2 separate regions of the Sus scrofa genome follow, and region 1 is linked to region 2. A link is a contact called in public HiChIP or PLAC-seq data. All regions are on one chromosome and are shown on one strand. Each heading gives the region's core, a stretch centred on a gene start, on an enhancer-like site or on the middle of the called end of the contact. The rest is flanking DNA. Distances are from core to core; before and after follow the strand shown.

Region 1 (4,567 bases), core at 276-2,775, 130 kb after region 2:
CCCAACTGGCAGAAACCATAAGCCACAGCTTCAACAACTTGTGAACTGGATCCAAGCTTTCTCTCTACAAAAAAGCTTAAATAATCAGACAAACACTGATGACAGTGAAAAATCAAACGTCTTAGGGAAAAATATATAAAGCCAAAATTCATCTGCATAGCTAAAGATGGGGCCTGATTAGTTCAAGCCAAATTAATCAGATTTGAATCCAGAAGTTACACGGTAAATCCACTAAGATTCTAAGAGCTAAAATAAGTTTTTTTTTTCCCCAACAATACCCTTCTAATGAACCACCTAAAATCTTTCTCATTCCTTTGTGGAAGATTTTTGAATAGATTTACCAGATATTTGAATAGATTTTACCGGAAAATTACGTAACATCTAACCTAATCCCATCAAGGTTTAAAAAAAAAAAAAAAAAAAAAATCAAGTTCTATGGTGTTCATTACCCTTCCAACAAATCTCAAGCTCCAAGTAGGCAAGATTCTGCCAAGTCTTACATCTTTACACATTTGTACTCAAGGACCCAAAACCAAGCTTTACATCATGCTTTTTAAGCCCAGGAACTGTCTTATTTCTGCACTTGATCCAACCCTCACGGAACTCTACATTTTTAAGTGAAAACTTAAAAGCGCACCAAAACAAGCTGTAGTTCACATAACAAGAATGCCTCAAAACAAAGGAAACAACGGCGCCATAAATTGTTACCCGCCAATTTCTCCACCATCCCGTGGGGGGGGGGGGACCTCTATAAAACAAGAAAATATCAGCGACCTTGTGGTCTACTTGGACACCGCAACGATCTAGGGTTTGAGACCCTCTTCGACATCAAAGAAAAACACTGCATTTAGGCCGAACACAAAGCCCGCGCGTAATCTCCTCAAACTAACGGGCCCAGGACTTCTCCTAGTTCCCCCACCTGAAAAGAGGCCCCAAGAACACTCTAGAATTTCATACATTCGGGGCTCAGAATTCGACCTTGTCTTACCCTAACGAGCGAAAGACCCCACAGAACGTCGCTTCTTTCCCTCCCGAAGCCCCCGCGACCCTGTGAGGTGTGGGCCCCTCCGCCGGTCGGGCCCGCGTTGACGCGCGGCTCCTCCGCCATTTTGTGCTTCTGGCAGCGCGCCCGGCCCGCCAGCCCAAGATGGCTGCGGCGAGGCTTCGCAGGAGACCAACGGCGAAACGAGATACTGCTCCCCTCCCCCACCACCGAGGGGACGCAGCGGCCATTTTTAATCCCCCCCACCACCACCTCATAACGGAAAAAACCGCCGTTTCGGGTACCAAGCCACCTAAACATGCCGGCAGTCTCCCTCACGGTTAAGACACTACCTAGGAGGGCTTTTCAAACCCTGACTCCCCTCTCTCCTGGTCTCAGTTTTCGGAACCGAAATCGCTCCCCCATCACCCGGCCCGAGGCCGACGGGCCTGGAAAAGATGCAAGAAGCTGGGACCACGCAGCCGCCCCCTTCACCACTGCTACGTACCCGCTCGCCGTAGTTCTGCTCGCCGCTGTCGCTCATGACTCCTGGCTGCTGTCGTCGCTCGACGTGCTTCAAGCGAAGCTGCCACCCTCTCGCGCCTTCTATCTAGAGGCTCCGCCGCAGCCTCACACCACGCAGTGGTTCCCCAGCCGCTGAGGACCGAAACGCTCCGCACCGCCTCCGCACGGGCTCTAAGTCTTCCGGACGTGACGCGGCGCTCTTTAACCCGGCCCCACCCCCTCCCAGAAGGCGCGCTTTCTTGGCCCCGCCCCTCTGCGCTCGACTTTCCCTTTACAGCAGTGGCGCGTCCCGAACCGGACGTGACGTAACCCCGCCCCTCAAACCGCGCTAACTCCCAACTCGGGGTTTCTTAGAGGCGGGAAAGTGAGAGCGCGAGTTGTCCTCAGTGGTGGTCTCCAAGGGCCGTAGTGACGTCATCGGACACGCCTGACTCCCTTCTGGAACTTTCCAGCCGTCGTGGAGGGTGGGGAAGGGAGGAGATGCCCAACATTTCGCCCGTCTTTATTTCCTTTCTTTCACTTTATTCCTCATTTTTGTGTTTTCCTGTGATTGGAGAGGGCGGATAGCCCTATGGTAGGTTCCATGCTTTGCTTTGCTCTTATATATATAACTTCAGTTGTGGGTCTTTCCTGCCTGAAAAACCTTCATTTGAGCATCTGTTAAGTAGCAAGTACTCTACCAGATCTTGATGCACTGAAACCAGGCACAGTCTCTAACCTAAAGGGGTTAGTGGTGTAATTAGGGAGAACTGTTAAACACAGATTTGCAAACTATGATTTCAAACATTAGAGAAATGTATAACTATAGTGGTGTCACAAGGAGTTTAATTATGCCAAATCTCAACAGCATGATATAGTGGGAAGAGTCCAAACTTGGACGTTCAGCCATCCCTCTGTCCCTGTTGTCCTCCTTAAAAAAGTGTGGTACTTGGCTGGTGAGGTACTTCGATATCTGTAAAGGGCCACTTGATTTTTAAAAACAGTTCTCTTGAGATATAATTCACATACCATGCAATACTCCCATTTAAAGTATACAAATTGGAGTTCTTCTGTGGGGCAGTGGGTTAAAGATCTGGTGGGGTCACTGCAGTAGCTTGGGTAGCTGCTGTGGTGAGTGTTCAATCCCTGGCCAGGGAAGTTCTGCATGCCACAGGCACAGCCAAAAAAATAAAATGTACAATTCAAGCGGTTTTTATATTTATAGAATTGCAACCATCACAATTTTATTGTATTTTTTTTAAGGGCCACACCCGCAGCATATGGAAGTTCCCAGGCTATGGACAGCCACAGCCAGATCTGAGCTGTGTCTGCAACCTACACCACAACTCGCAGCAATGCAGGATCCTTAACCCACTGAGCAAGGCTGGGGATCAAACTGGCATCCTCATGGATACTAGTTGGGTTCGTTAACCACTGAGCCACAACAGGAACTCCATACCATCACAATATTAAAACATTTCCATCACCCTGCATAAGAATCCTGTCATTAATAGATATTGTTTATCTTCTCCCCAACCTCCTCTCCCCCTCCTCCCCCCACCCATAACCCTCCCAGCTCTAAGGAATGTAAAACTGTACTTTGTCTAAAGTTTTCCCTTTTATGGACATTTCCTATCAATGGAATCATATGTGTAATATGAAGTCCTTTGTAACTGTTTTCTTTAACTTAGGGTAAAGTTTTCAATGTTCATCCATGCAGTAGCATGTATCAGTGCTTCATTCCTTTTCGTATGGCTGATTTCATTCATTTTTGTAGTATTTCATTTCTTTTTGTATTTTATTCCATTGTATAGATGTATCACATTTATCTGTTCATCAGTTGGTAGACTTTTGGGTGGTTTCTGCTTTTTAGCTGTTATGAATAATGATGCTATGAACATTCATGTACAAGTTTTTGTCTGAAGGTTTGTTTCCAACTCTTCTGGGAAAATACCTAGTAATGGAATTGCTGGGTTGTATGGTAACTCTGTGTTTAACTTTTTGAGGAACTGCCATTTAATTATAGCCACCCTAGTGAATGTGAAGTGGTATGCCATTGTGGTTTTGCTTTGCTTATTCCTAATAATGATGTTGAACATCTTTTCATGTGCTTATTGGCCATTTATAGATCTTTAGGGAAATTCTATCCAGATACCTTGCCTATTGTTACTGTTTTTATTACTGAGTTATAAGAATTGGCAATTTGATTCTTACTTGGTTTAAAATAGTCACCTGGAACAGCGTCAGTACTTGAGGCCCAGAGATTTGGTGATGACTCAAGGTGACAACTATCCTCTCTTTTTATATACTCTCCAGCCTCATCTGCTTTCATGGTTTTAGTCAGGGACCTGTATGATTATGGTTTCCAAATCTGTATTTATAGTTTGAACACTCCCCCTCCTCCAGTTCTATGCTTAAATTCTAGTTGCTCACTGGAATGTTTACCTGGATACTTCAGATTTTTATAAAAATTAACTTCCAAAATTAAAATAATCATTTTAAGTATCTGTTATTCCTTTGCCTTCTGAACCATTCTGCTAAAATTTCTTCTCTTTCCCTCATTTAGTTAGTTAACATATCTCATCAATTCTATTCCCTATTTTTTTAATGGCCACACTCTTAGCATATGGAAATTCCTAGGCCAGGGACTGAATCCAAGCCACAGCTGCAACCTATGCATCTACAGCAATACTGGATCCTTTAACCCACTGCATAGAGCTGGGGATCAAACCCTCATCTCCCAGCCACCTGAGCTGCTGGAGTTGGATTCTTAACCATGGTGGGAACTCCATATATATATATATATATATATATATATATATATATAATTTTAAAAATTGATCTTTCTTCCCCCTCCCCCTGATAAATGGTGGCCAGGGGAATGATCTTTCATTCCTCTGGCCACCATTTATCAGGGCTTCATCAACTCACTTATCTGGTGAAGTGCAAATTATCTTAGAAACTGAAGTGTGTTTGGAGTTTTTTCCTCTTTAAACATTGATATTTGAGCTACACCGCAGCTCACAGCAACACCGGGTCTTTAACCTACTGAGCAAGGCCAGGGATCGAACCTGTAACCTT
Region 2 (4,443 bases), core at 1,731-4,230:
AAAACACATCTGTAAACGTGCACACACTTTTAAAAAACCCCTTTAACAAAACATCTATGTATTTATAAAATTAGGATAGTTTGTTTTAAAATCTCTTCACTCCTGGCAAAAATCAAGTAAATGGTTACACTACTGAATATCCCAAATTGTAAAGGTGGTAAGTCAAAGTCTTCACTTCAGAGTCTCCAATTCAGCTACTTAATGACTAATGGTGAAGAAATGTATGTGAATCGGATATAAACTAAGTTACGACACATAGGAGAAAAAAAAAAAAATCTAGAGTGAGTAATAAAGGGCCCAAATTTAAAGTCCACAATAAGCTTTAAAACAAAGATGTTCTCCCTCATTCTCTCCTCATAGACATTCTCATGTAAGCAAATCACTGGGGAAATCCAACCTCCACAAAACTTTTTACTCCTTCATTAACAACAGTGCACTTAAATATAATTATAGATTTCACAGTGATATTTGTTTAGGCTCAAACCTAACTTAAAAGCAACAACAACAACAACACGCTCAGAAGCAATATTCAGTAGTCTCAGTGACTAAAAAGAGCTGGCTTTTAACTGCCATCCAATCCAAACAACCTACTAGTTTAAAGTGCTATGCAAAGTATCGACCCCTTACTGAATTATTTTATTATTCAACATTATGCTATCTAAAAGAGAAAACTAATTAATCGCAAAGTTTAGTTAAGCAATTTAGCTGACACAGTAAATATTTACTCTTAACATCTCACAGGAAGTCTTGACAAGCATTTGTTGCCATTGTGCTGGGGGTAGGGGCGGGAGGGGGGGTGGGAGGCAAGTTTTCATAAACAAGTCAAACGGTCCCAGCGAATTTAACACAGCTAGTGTTAGCCATCCCCCACCCCCCAATAAGGCACCAGATATTTTCCAAGTACAGTAAACACCTTATATAATGAAAGTAAAAATGTAACTTTCTAAACTATTTTATCTCCACTAACAAAACAAACAAAAGCCTTTTTTAAAACTATAAAAGCATATTTTGAAAAACTGAGTGTATTTTTATTTTATACGGAAGACTAATCACAAAATAACTAAGCAAAATATATTTACCTGAGCTTTTTAGAGACTGAGTAATCAACTTCCATGATTTTCCCATGCAATTCCACTTTACCTTTAAAACAGAAATTAAAGCACTCAGAACCTTCCTGCGATCAAACCCGCGGGGGTCTAGGAGGAGCACGCACAGAACTCCATGCTCCGGCTCCGCCTTCGGGCGCCCTCAAGGGGTCTCCTACCCGGCTCGAGCTGGGCAAACTTGGTTCCCAGTGGGAAGAAAGGTGGGCGCCCTGTGTCTTGGGACGAGGTGGGAAGGGTGCGAGCCCGGCTCTCGACCCCAGGTAGAGCTGTGGGTGGCATTACCGGAAAAACAAATTTAATAAAGAGCGGCGCCAATTTAAAAGGATGAGCTCATTTGAAACTCAAGCTGCAGGGCTGGCGCGGCCCCACTCCTCTCCTGGCCCCCACCTCTCCATTCCGCTAACCCGGGCCCCGAAGGCTCCGCTGTGCTCCCCTCCCAGCCCTCTCCTCCCGGTGGCCCGGGAGAGACGCGCCGAAGCCCCCCGAGGTCCGCTTCCGCGAGAGCCGGGTCCCAGCCGGCTTCTGGTCACCTTGGCCTTGCCGCCGCCCCGCCCCCACTCGGCGCGCCGGTGGGGAAGGGGCTCCGGCCCGGCTGGGGTTCCGGGGGCGCAGGCTCGTGGCCTGGGGGCGAGCGCGGCTCCGAGCGGTGCGTGTGCGAGAGGGAGAGTTGGTGAGTGCGCGCGCGCGCGAGTGTGTGTGTGTCGCTCTCCGTCTCCCGTCTGGGCTCCAGCGCTCTCGCGGGCCCCCCGGTCGCCTCTTTCTCGGTTCTCAGCCCGGGCCCCCACCGAGTTGAGACAGGGCACCTCGTAAAAAGGTGCTTCTGGCCGAGCGGGAGGCGGGGGGACAGGCGGCGGAAAGCCCCCAGCTCCGAATTCTTCTCAATAAAATCGGACAAAAAATTCAGAGAAAAATAGGAGCGCTTGAGAGACGAGCGAGAGGGGACTGAGGTTCGGGAGAGGACCGAGAGAGATGTGCCGTCGTACAGGGGCTGGGGTTGGGGGAGCCCCGAAACCTAAGAGGGGATCATCTGTGTGGGGCCGAGGGGGTGCCCAAAGTGGGGGACTGCGGGGCGAGCTGGGGAGGGGGCTCGAAAGGAGAGTGCGGTTCAGGGAACGCCAGAGGGCGAGAGGTCCTGGGCACGAGGCACGGGAAGGGGTAAGGTCTGGTCAAGGGACAGGAGATGCAGGAATTGGGGGGGGGGTCCCTCACAAAAGGGGTGACGAGAAGGTCAGGGAAAAAGAGGGGACGGGGGCTCTCTAAGGATGGGGGCGGGGGAACTCTGGAGAGAGCTTGGGGAGCCAGAGGAACGAGGGGTGCCCCCAGAGAGCGAGCGAGCCTCGAGGACCCTCGAGGCAGCACGGGGGTACCCCCAGGACTGAGGCTGGGAGGGCAAAGGGTGAATCCCGAACTAGGGGGGGAGGGGAGCGGGCCGTCCCAGGAGCGGGCCGGCGGTGAGAGTTGAAGGTCTGGTGCGTGGAAGTGAACGTGCCGGCGCTGGAGCCCCCGCCGGGCGCCGCCCGCAGGGCTCGGCCTCCCTCCGGACGCCGTCCTGGCCTGAGCAGGGCGAAGGGGGGGAGGGGGACAGAGCCGACTGCTCACCCGAGAGGGTCTCGATGGCGCGGATGGCCCAGTTCTGGTCGGGGTAGTCCACGAAGGCGTAGCCGGACTTGAGCAAGACCTGTCCCGCCAGGGGCAGCTTCCTGTCCCCGAAGAGCTGCCGGAGGTCGTCGGCGGTGACGGCGGGACTCAGGTTCCCGATGTAAAGCTTGTTCATCATCCGTCTCTTCTCCGAGAGCCCGCGGCTCCCCCGGCCCGGTACCCGGCGCTCCTCGCCTCCTCCGCTGCCCTCGTCTCCCCTCCTCCTCCTCCGCCCCCCTCCCCGCCCTCCGCCCGCCCGCCACCCACCCCCACCCTCACCCTCAGCCTGGCTCCCCCACCGCGGCCGGCCCGGCCCGCCCGGGGGCAGAGGCGGAGGCGGGGACTCGGCGCGGCTGCCTCCTCGGGGCAGAGTCCCGGGCCGGGCGGCGGCGCGCGGACAAAGCGCTCTCTCTGCCTCCCTCTCTCTCCCTCTCAAGGCGGTGGCGGGAGGAGGAGCAGCGGCGGGCGGCGGCAGCGCACCCCGCGTGTGTCTGTGTGAGAGTTTGTACGGGCGTGTGCGCAGCCGAGAGTGAGCGAGCGAGCGCCCCCTCCCCGCCCCGCGCCGCTGCGCCCCTCGCCTCGCGCCCCCCGCGCTCCTAGCGCTCCGCGCGGCTACCCAGGCTTCAGCCCCGCGCCGGGCAGGCGGAAGCGGGTCGCGGCCCGGGGCTGGGGCTCCCGGGCGCCAGAACCTCGGGCGGGCGCGGCGCGGAGGCCGGGAGAGCGGCGGGGCGGGGAAGGCGCGCCCCGGGCGCGGGTGGGAGTGCGTGAGGGGGAGCGGCTGGGAGCCGCAGGCGTGGGAGGGCGAGGGGCTGTGCGAGAGCGTGGAAAGGGGTGTGCGCAAGGTGGACCGGATGTGAGGGCGCGGCTGCCGGGCCGGCGGGAAGGTGTGTCTCAGAGGTGAGAAGCGAGGGCAGGCGGGGAGACCACAACTTTCGCGACGAGTTGGCCGAGTCCTGCGCCCTGCGCGTTCCCGGGCGGAGCGCTTGCTCGGAGACCCGCTCCCCGCCCCGCTCTTCGGGGCGACCCGGCGGCGCGTGTGGTCGAGGGAGCGCGGACGAGAGTTGGGAGGTTTGGGGCCCGGGACTGGCCGGGCCCTCACGGACCTTGCACCCCGGGGAAATTGTTCCGGTCCTGGGCCTCAGTTTCCCAGCCCGCGAGGGGAGACAGAAGGCCGGAGTGGGGCCACGTCCCCTCCGCCCGCATCCCGTGCGTCCGGAATCCCGCGGCCGGCGGCAGCCTGACGTTGGCAGCTGCTCTCTATTCTGGGAAGTGCCGAGGGCTTCCCGAGCCGCCGCTGCGAAGCCAGGTGGCGGGGAGGGAGCAGGGGCTGCAGCCGAAGGACCGACTCTCTCTGTTAGGCTGCGAGGCCGGGTTCAGTCCCCCCAGCCGGGGTGGTGGGAAGCAAGGGTGGCTGGAAGCGGAGGAGCTTCGGCGGTGTAGGAGTTCCCCGAGCATTGGGAAGGGCCCGGAGAGGAAAGAGGTCCTTCCAAGCGGAGGAAACAACGTGACCGACGGAAGAGGCAGGGTTGGGATGAGAGCAGCCCGAGCCGAGGGGCTAGGGTAGGAGCCAGACAGGCTAGAGGCCGGTTGCGAGTTCCGGGGCCCGGGTGGAAGTCTGATGGTTAGAGCCTGGTCCTAGCCAGGAAATGAAATTCTACAGGAAAGAAAAAAAAATTGGTAGGATTCATAGGGGAAAGGA

Evidence for each region. HiChIP or PLAC-seq counts read pairs in DNA pulled down with a chosen protein or histone mark.
Region 1: a contact with region 2 is called in an H3K27ac HiChIP or PLAC-seq map of skeletal muscle. The contact joins the promoter of TRA2B here to the promoter of IGF2BP2 in region 2. A contact is called at or near these places in 2 of 5 promoter capture datasets (fetal liver and fetal skeletal muscle), 6 of 47 Hi-C or Micro-C datasets (adipocytes, embryonic fibroblasts, epiblast stem cells and 3 more) and 1 of 2 datasets of contacts at active chromatin or transcription factors (skeletal muscle).

What each region holds. Positions count from the first base shown.
Region 1 is chr13:123,779,226-123,783,792 of Sscrofa11.1, forward strand. TRA2B (transformer 2 beta homolog) reads right to left here and starts at 1,526. Exons shown (of 9, transcript NM_001077221.1): 1 at 1,491-1,526. The coding sequence starts at 1,526.
Region 2 is chr13:123,647,070-123,651,512 of Sscrofa11.1, forward strand. IGF2BP2 (insulin-like growth factor 2 mRNA-binding protein 2) reads right to left here and starts at 2,981. Exons shown (of 15, transcript XM_021069998.1): 1 at 2,706-2,981; 2 at 1,080-1,140. The coding sequence starts at 2,883.